Regions from separate parts of the Mus musculus genome. Here region 2 is linked to region 1. The links are chromatin contacts, called in public promoter capture Hi-C maps. All regions are on one chromosome and are shown on one strand. The core of a region is the stretch at or near the end of the contact, and the rest is flanking DNA. Distances in the headings are between cores, read along the strand shown.

Region 1 (3,880 bases), core at 810-3,309:
GCTCAGCCTTTGAGACTCAACTTTGGTGAGAAAACCCTACATCCGGCCAGACAGCAAAAGGAAGGAAAGAATGGATTGTGATAAAGAGCCTTTGGGGTTCCTAACCAGAGAATAAAGGGCTTCATTTTCCTAATGGGTCTGCCCTTTCCCACTGGAAAGTTATTTAAATGTTACAGCAAACAGTGAGGTTGATCAGATATTTTCAGCGGGCGAATCCTAGGAGGTGTTCTGTAGAACCAATACAAAGCTAGATAGTATAAGACAAACAATGAAGGTTAATTGAGTTTTCACGATAATTACAAGGCCATGTGGTGAAAATATAACTCACTTCTATCTAGGACAAATGTATTTGTGAAACAATGCCAAGATTTCAGCCACTTAGGGCCAGGGTGTAGCTCAGTGGTAGATAGAGCTCCTGCCTGCCTGGCTGAGGCCCTAAATTCTACTCCCGAGTATATTATTAAAAAAGGCATTTAGGCCACTTAAACCTGGGCCCAGGAGGTTCTCAGATCCCTGAAGTTTTATGCCTGCTCTACTTTGCCCTGAAGTCTTTCACCCTCCCAACCCGTCTTCCCCCACTACCTCCCCTCAATCCCTCTGACCCCCTCAGGTGCAAAACTTGCAATAACTCTTTTGTGCATGTAACTGACGCCTTACGTGACTTTTATTGATAAATAAAAACTCAAGGCCGGGCGGTGGTGGCACACACCTTTAATCCAAGTACTTGGGAGGCAGAGGCAGGCAGATTTCTGAGTTCAAGGCCAGCCTGGTCTACACAGTGAGTTCCAGGACAGCCAGGGCTATACAGAGAAACCCTGTCTCAAACAACAACAACAACAACAACAACAACAAAAGTTTTAAAAACTCAAACCCCCAGACCTGTGTTTTTACTGGTGGATGGATGGCCATAGAGAAGTGTAACAGGACAAAGAGTGTGATCTAGTATCTGGAGACAGACAAAGCTTGCCTGCTCAGTCTCTTAGTACAAGATATAGATGTGTAAATTAGAGATGGAATGGGTGTTCCTGATACTGCTTTGTCTCAGGCTCCATTTTGGCGGAACAGACTGGGGCCCGCAGTGGAGACAGGAAAGTGGGATGGTCCTCACTGGGTGCAGGCAGGAGAGGTCCGGGTGGGTGTGAGGGGGCCTCACAGAGGGTTTGAACAGTCTGCCCTGTTGGTATCATAAACTAAGCGATAACTCAGTCTTGCAGATATTCGGCATCTGTGCTGCCACTCTGGCTACAAAGGACTTCTGGGGTCTTTTGTTTTTGTTTTTCGGGACAGGGTTTCTCTGTGTAGCCCTGGCTGTCCTGGAACTCACTCTGTAGACCAGGCTGGCTTCGAACGCAGAAATTCTCCTGCCTCCCAAGTGCTGGGATTAAAGGCGTGAGCCACCACGCCCGTCTGGGGTCTATTTTTTAATCCAGCTTCCGACAACGACTTTGAGTGTCAATTCAGAACAAACGGAACGTAGTGACCACCAAAATCAAAACTGCAGAGGTAGAAGACAGAGGAATGGTGGAGGGTGGAGAGTGGAAAGGACCAGACACTAGGTAGGGCACCACTGGATTAGGAAAGACGACCGATGGCAGCTTCTCTCAGTTTCCGGAGACCCGCAGGCATTGGGAAGGGGCCTGTGTGGGTCCCAAGCCTGCACCTTTTCAGGTAGAGCCCATTTGCTTTGACCACTTTTAGCTTATGCACCATCGCAGGCTCACCGACTGTGTTAGGGGCACGTTGATAATAAAAACAGCAAAAAAGCCCCTCGGAAACCTAAATCTTCTCTGCCAGAGAAAACCCAAGTTTCTCTAACTCGTTTCAGAAGCGGGCGGAGCATTGGGTCACCAAAGCCTCCGCGCAGAGCCGCGCAGGGCTCGCAGAGGATTGGAGTGGCTAACGAGGGCGGGCGTGGTTTTGGAAAGAGAAGCGTTGCATGGGGCCTCGCCAGCAGAAGCAAGGTGGGGCTGAGTCTGGCTGGACTGGCCTGGGCTGTGGCAAGCGGGGGGCCGGGCTAAGCCTGGTAGGGCGGGCGTGGCCGAATCCAGCTAGGCGGGGCGAGGGCGGGGCGTAGGCGGGCCAGTCGGGAAGATGGCGTTGTGCGTGCTGCGGAACACGGTTCGTGGAGCGGCGGCGCTGCCCAGGCTGTGAGTTCAGGTTCTCTGTCCCCGCCACGCGGCGAAGGCGGTAGCCAGAGTGGTCTCTGGAGCCTGCATGGGCACTCTAGCCCGATACCTCTGTGCCTCCGGTCCTTGACCTCTGCCAAGGTCGCTGCGGCTGCTGCCTCCCAGTGGGAGGGCTTTGCGTGGACCCGGGCAATGGGTACAAACGTTACTGGGTTGGCAGGGCTGTCAGCATCTGGCATGTACCGCGCTAACTTAGGGGCGCTCTGGAGTAGCTGAGACGCTCACCCCACCTATGTGAAGCACAGTGGTTCCCAAATGTTGTTCTCTGGACCCACTTACCCAACCAAGAATGACTGAGGGTTCCAAAAAGCTTTTGCCAAAATCTGCTCATGAAAAACACTGAATTTTTTTTAGGTGAAAAGAGCATATATTTTGAAGTTTTCTTTGGTTTAACAAGAGACTTTAAGTCTTACGTCATCAGCTTTGGAGTAGATATTTGAAAAGAATTCCATGACTTGGGGAGTGGAGGCAGGAGGACGCAGGTTAAAGGCTACACTTAATCTACATAGCAAGTTTGAGGCCAGCCTGGCCTACATAGCAATACTAGTTGGTAAAGGAACTGTAGATTGTCACAAACAGTGACCCTCCCTCATGACACTTGCCTATCTGTTAACTGCACGTGTCCTGAGTTCTCCTTTAAGGTGTCTTGCCTATTGTGAGGAAACAGGATCAGAGACTGTCTCAAAGTCCCACGGAGCGATGGAGCCAGAGTTCACAGTTTAGCGTTTTTTACATCTTTTGTGTTGTGCTTCATGATTTACCCCAGACCCATGACAGGACCCATATGGTCTTAGGCACCTCATTTTCTCATCTGTGGCCTTGCACCCTGGCTGGAGGAAAATCACTCCTGGAACCTGAGTGGTGGTAAGGGAGGGGTCCTGGGCCAGCCCAGAGATTCCGTTTCTGAAGTGTGAAAGGACCAGTCCTGACCGCACACAGTCACCACTTCTAATAGGCTTGGAGCTTAGTGTAAACTCCTTTTTATCACCACCACCCTGCCCCCCATACCATGCATCATCTCTATCAAGGGCAGGTACTTGGCTTTAGTGAGCCAATTGTGCTAGTGTGGTCCTAGTAAACCCACCAGAGGATGTAAGTGCTGTCTGGGACCAGTAGGCTACTTCTGGAGGCTCCTTGCTTATTTTCAGAGTGTCTGAACCATTGCTGAGCACGCAGGGGCCATTCAAGACCAGAAATCCTGATCCCTGTTTCTGACCCACCAGCGTTTGCCCTGAGCTCTAGACTGTCATGTTATTCATGCAGTTCTCTGTGGCCATGCTGGATGTATATGAATTACTCCGCTTTCAAGGAAGGGAGCATAACTCACTTGACAGAGCCAAGAAATATAGATGGGAACACACACACCTATCAAAGTTGCTACATAGAACCATCTGTAGCTATTTCTCAAGCTACACATGAGTCCTTAGGACGCTTCCAGGTCTAACACATCACTCAGGGAGCAGTCTAACTTCTTCCTGAGGCTTGTCAGTAAAGCACCGGCCCAACTGTAAGGAAGCTCCTGCTGTCTACCACGCAGGCACTTAATTGTTCAGTCCTAGCAAGCATATGATTTATTAGCCCACACCCATTGGGAAGATGTCCACCCACTAGAAGACAGTGCTTAGACTCCCTCCAGCCTCATGGGCTCCATTTATTCCTAGAGTTGCTTAGGTCAGCACCCTTTTCTTTCTTCA
Region 2 (3,880 bases), core at 783-3,282, 1.4 Mb after region 1:
ATGTGACTTGTTTTCCACCCAGGCATATAAATCTAAAATTATCTTAGCACCACTGATGAATGATAAAATAAATATGTTTCCCACAGATACACACAGGCACATACAGGCACTCTTTATGCGGGAAAGAGAAAAAAAGCAAGTGGAACATACTGCCATCCACAAGGGGAAATAAAAACACTATAAAGCCTTTAGATATCTGAACTGTGAGCAAATGATTTTGAGTAGATTTTCTTCTTTTAAATGTGCACTTTTTTTCCCTCTTGAATATCCTTGCAAGCCATACCCAAAGTTGTAACTGTATTGTTACCATTTCACAAATTATGGATTTGTTTTTATAGTACTTCTAATCCCATCCTTTCCAGTGAAAGTACATTACTTACCTGTGATCAGGTAAGAGAAGCCAATGGCCTTTCACACAACTTTTTTCTTTTAGCTATTTGGCAAAGCTCAAGTTTTTCCCTTTCCTTATATGGATTTATCAAATAGATGGCACAAAATTATATCAGAGGAGATTGTAACACCCACATAGAACAGAACGGAACCAATCAATTCAGAAATCAATTTCTGAGGTTGTGGAGATTTGAGAAGGCATGGCTCTTATTTGGATTGTTGGACAATCTGGATATAAAAAGACTCCTGCTGTTAAGAAACTGCCACAGTCCCTGCTCCTCTCCCAGGTAACAAAGACACAGCAGAAGCTATGGAACAAGGAATCAAAAATTTAAAAACAAAAGCAAAAACAGCTACCTGTTAATTTTTGATCCCACATGAGAGATTACAGGAAAAAAAGCCACAAGGGGCCTCACTTCCCATTTCCCACAGGGAAATTGAGGAAATCTTCCAAAGGTCATGTGTGTGTGTGTGTGTGTGTGTGTGTGTGTGTGTTCACACATCCTTCACAATACAGTCCTTGGAAATTTGGGCCCAAAGCTGATTTTTTTTTTCTAGTAAAGGACATAGTGTCCAGGTTCGGGGACATTATGTTGTCTAAAGAAACATTAAAGTCAGAGAAATAACTAACCCCTAGGTCACAGTTCTGGACCCATTTCCAGACTCTAGCCAGGCCTTCCAAACTGGGCTCTTAAAGGTTCAAAGACAAAATGCAGTTGCTTTGGCAAGTCCAAACTTTGCTTGCTGATAAGGGTCACTCTAATGACAGCTGCTCAAACAGAACAATTAATAAAATGAGAGCAAATTAGCAAACAGCAGTCCGCAGGATTATGGGATTGGGCAAGGCCCAGAAGGCCTTCCCAAAAGCTGATGGAGCAGAGGTACTCCCCAAACCCTCCTCCCAGTATTGGGTTGACCCAGGTGAAGGCCAGAGGCAATTAAGGCCTTTAGCAATCAGGGCCAGCATAGTGAGGGTCTGGATGCATGTCAGCCCCACCCCCAGCCACCTGCTTCCCCCACCTCCAGCACCTGCTGGATGCCAAGGCTGGGCAGGCCCCATCCAGCGGCCCAAGGCTTCCCAAGGCCCACTTGGGAGCAACTTGCACGGGGGGCCAGAGGGCGCACAGTGGCGCACAGTGGCTCCCAGAGTCCCTTCCCTGCGCGCCCAGACTGAGCTGTCTGCCGCCTCCTGGATTCCCAGAACCCTGCCCAGGCCAGGCCCCAGCGAAGGGATAGCAGGACGCCTCCCGGCCTCCGGTGTAAGACGCTGTGCCCGCCTTGCCGCAGCCTCCAGGGCCAGCGGCCATAACCAACCTGTAACCGCAGCGCGCGGAGTAGTCATGGTGCTGAGGCTGCAGCGGCGGCGGCGGCAAGCGGGATCCGTGCGGGGCGCGCCGGCCTGAGCGGGTGGGGACGCGGCCCCTCACCTATGGCGGCTCAGTCAGCTCCGTGCTGGTTCTGCACTAGCATCTGCCGCACGAGCGAGGGGCACGGAGAGAGCTGCAGGAGTCCTGGCCTTGCGTTTATTCGCTTGCCTTTTGCTGTTGGCTTTGCTGCGCGAGCTACGGAGGATGCTCAAGGCAGCGCCGCCGCAGCTGGTGGCCAGTGCCAGGGTCCGTACTTGCAGGTGGCTTCCCTCTCTCCTCCAGCAGCCAGTCTCAGCAACAGCTGGGCAGTCTTCTCAGGCTGTTCTAGGGGCTCCTGCTTCTCTAGGCCTGTGTGCTACTGTAGTGCTACTTTATGCGCTCCTAAGTATGAAATTGCAAAGTAATAAATACATCAGTAATGTTTCAGTCTTTTAAATATGTCACCATGTAGATAGAGGCTAAAGGGTGTTCGTACATGGTTAACTCTATACTCTATTTGCAGCACCAGGGTAGGCTGAAGCTGAGGTCTTGTAGGGAATCCAGTAGAATAAGTGTAGGGACATTTTGCATCTCAACTACCTTGTTCAGGCCCAGGAGACACCGTCCACTGCACTCTCATTCCTAAAGGTTTATTTGCCTACAGTCAGCTTTAGCAATCATTCAGGAGTTCCCAGCCTGTGATTTCACTATCACATATACACAAAAGTATGCCTTTTGCAGTTGTCTTTGAAGCACAAAGGATCAGATGAAGCTTCCTCTAAAAGGAAACTTAAGTGAAAAACAACTGCCTGTCACAAAATGTTGTCTCTCTAGCAACCAACATAAAATTTCACACACACACACACACACACACACACACATACACACACACACATTTTAAACAAGCATTTTCTAGCCTTATATATTTAATTTCCCCCCTTTACAAAAAAACTAATCTTTACAACCCTATTAGGTTCTTTGTGGAGTTTTTTTTTTTGTTTGTTTTTTTTTTTTTTTTTGTTTCTCTTGTTGTTTGGTAGGTTTTTGTTGATGTTTCCTTAAAGGGGCATGTTAATAATCAGTGTTTCACAATATATAGAAATGTGAGATTGTTTTTTCATCAAATTGCTAAAAACTTCAGAATTACCAACTGTATAAAAAGCTGTAATTCAGACAAAGGATTAAACATTTTCATAATAAAATTAAAAATAATTTCAATACTGGTGTCTTAGTCAGGGTTTCTATTCCTGCACAAACATCATGACCAAGAAGCAAATTGAGGAGGAAAGGGTTTATTCAGTTTACACTTCCATACTGCTGTTCATCACTAAGGAAGTAGGACTAGAACTTAAGCAAGTCAGGAAGCAGGAGCTGATGCAGAGGCCATGGAGAGATGTTCTTTACTGGCTTGCTTCGCCTGGCTTGCTCAGCCTGCTCTCTTATAGAACCAAAACTACCAGTCCAGAGATGGTCCCACCCACAAGGTGCCTTTCCTCCTTGATCACTAATTGGGAAAATACCCCACAGCTGGATCTCATGGAGGCACTTCCCCAACTGAAGCTCCTTCCTCTGTGATAACTCTAGCATTTGTCAAGTTGACACACAAAACCAGCCAGTACAACTGGTAAATCCACAACTAATTTATTTTAAGTTTTATTACTGGTTCATTTCATCATCTCTGTTGCTACTTCCTTTTAAAACAAAAAACCTAAATAGTACTTTATTGCTAGTGTTAAAATACATAATGGTATATCACTCTTGGGGTTATAATTATAAATTAGAATTCTAGAAAAACATGATCATGAAACATGGTAACACCAAGATTTTGATAAAAAATTGAACAGCATTTTTTCAGTAGTGGTTTTTCACTATCTCAGCAATACTCTACATCAGACAGGCACTTCAGAACCTGCTCTGTCAGTAATTGTCATATCTCTACTGACAAATCTGATTCCTGTTTAGGAGCTACACATAGTCCCATGGTTGATGCAGTCTTTAAGAGTCTACGGGACCCAAGCAAAGTCCGTGGGATTCAGGAATGTACGGAGAAGCTCAACACATCCTTTCTGTAATCCAGGAATTCACTGTATAAAAAAAGAAACCATCGTTACAGAAGCAGACACTTGTATTCCAAATGCCTTACT

What was found. Promoter capture Hi-C pulls out the DNA fragments that hold promoters and counts their contacts.
Region 2: a contact with region 1 is called in a promoter capture Hi-C map of hippocampal neurons, with 3 times the contacts expected there. The contact joins the promoter of Nalcn here to the promoter of Clybl in region 1. A contact is called at or near these places in 1 of 39 promoter capture datasets (hippocampal neurons) and 1 of 115 datasets of contacts at active chromatin or transcription factors (astrocytes).

Annotation. Positions count from the first base shown.
Region 1 is chr14:122,179,635-122,183,514 of GRCm38.p6, forward strand. It overlaps Clybl (citrate lyase beta like), which reads left to right and starts at 2,060. Exons shown (of 8, transcript NM_029556.3): 1 at 2,060-2,147. The coding sequence starts at 2,092.
Region 2 is chr14:123,625,112-123,628,991 of GRCm38.p6, forward strand. It overlaps Nalcn (sodium leak channel, non-selective), which reads right to left and starts at 2,033. Exons shown (of 44, transcript NM_177393.4): 1 at 1,705-2,033. Gm46490 (a long non-coding RNA gene) reads right to left here. Exons shown (of 3, transcript XR_001781479.2): 3 at 3,502-3,820.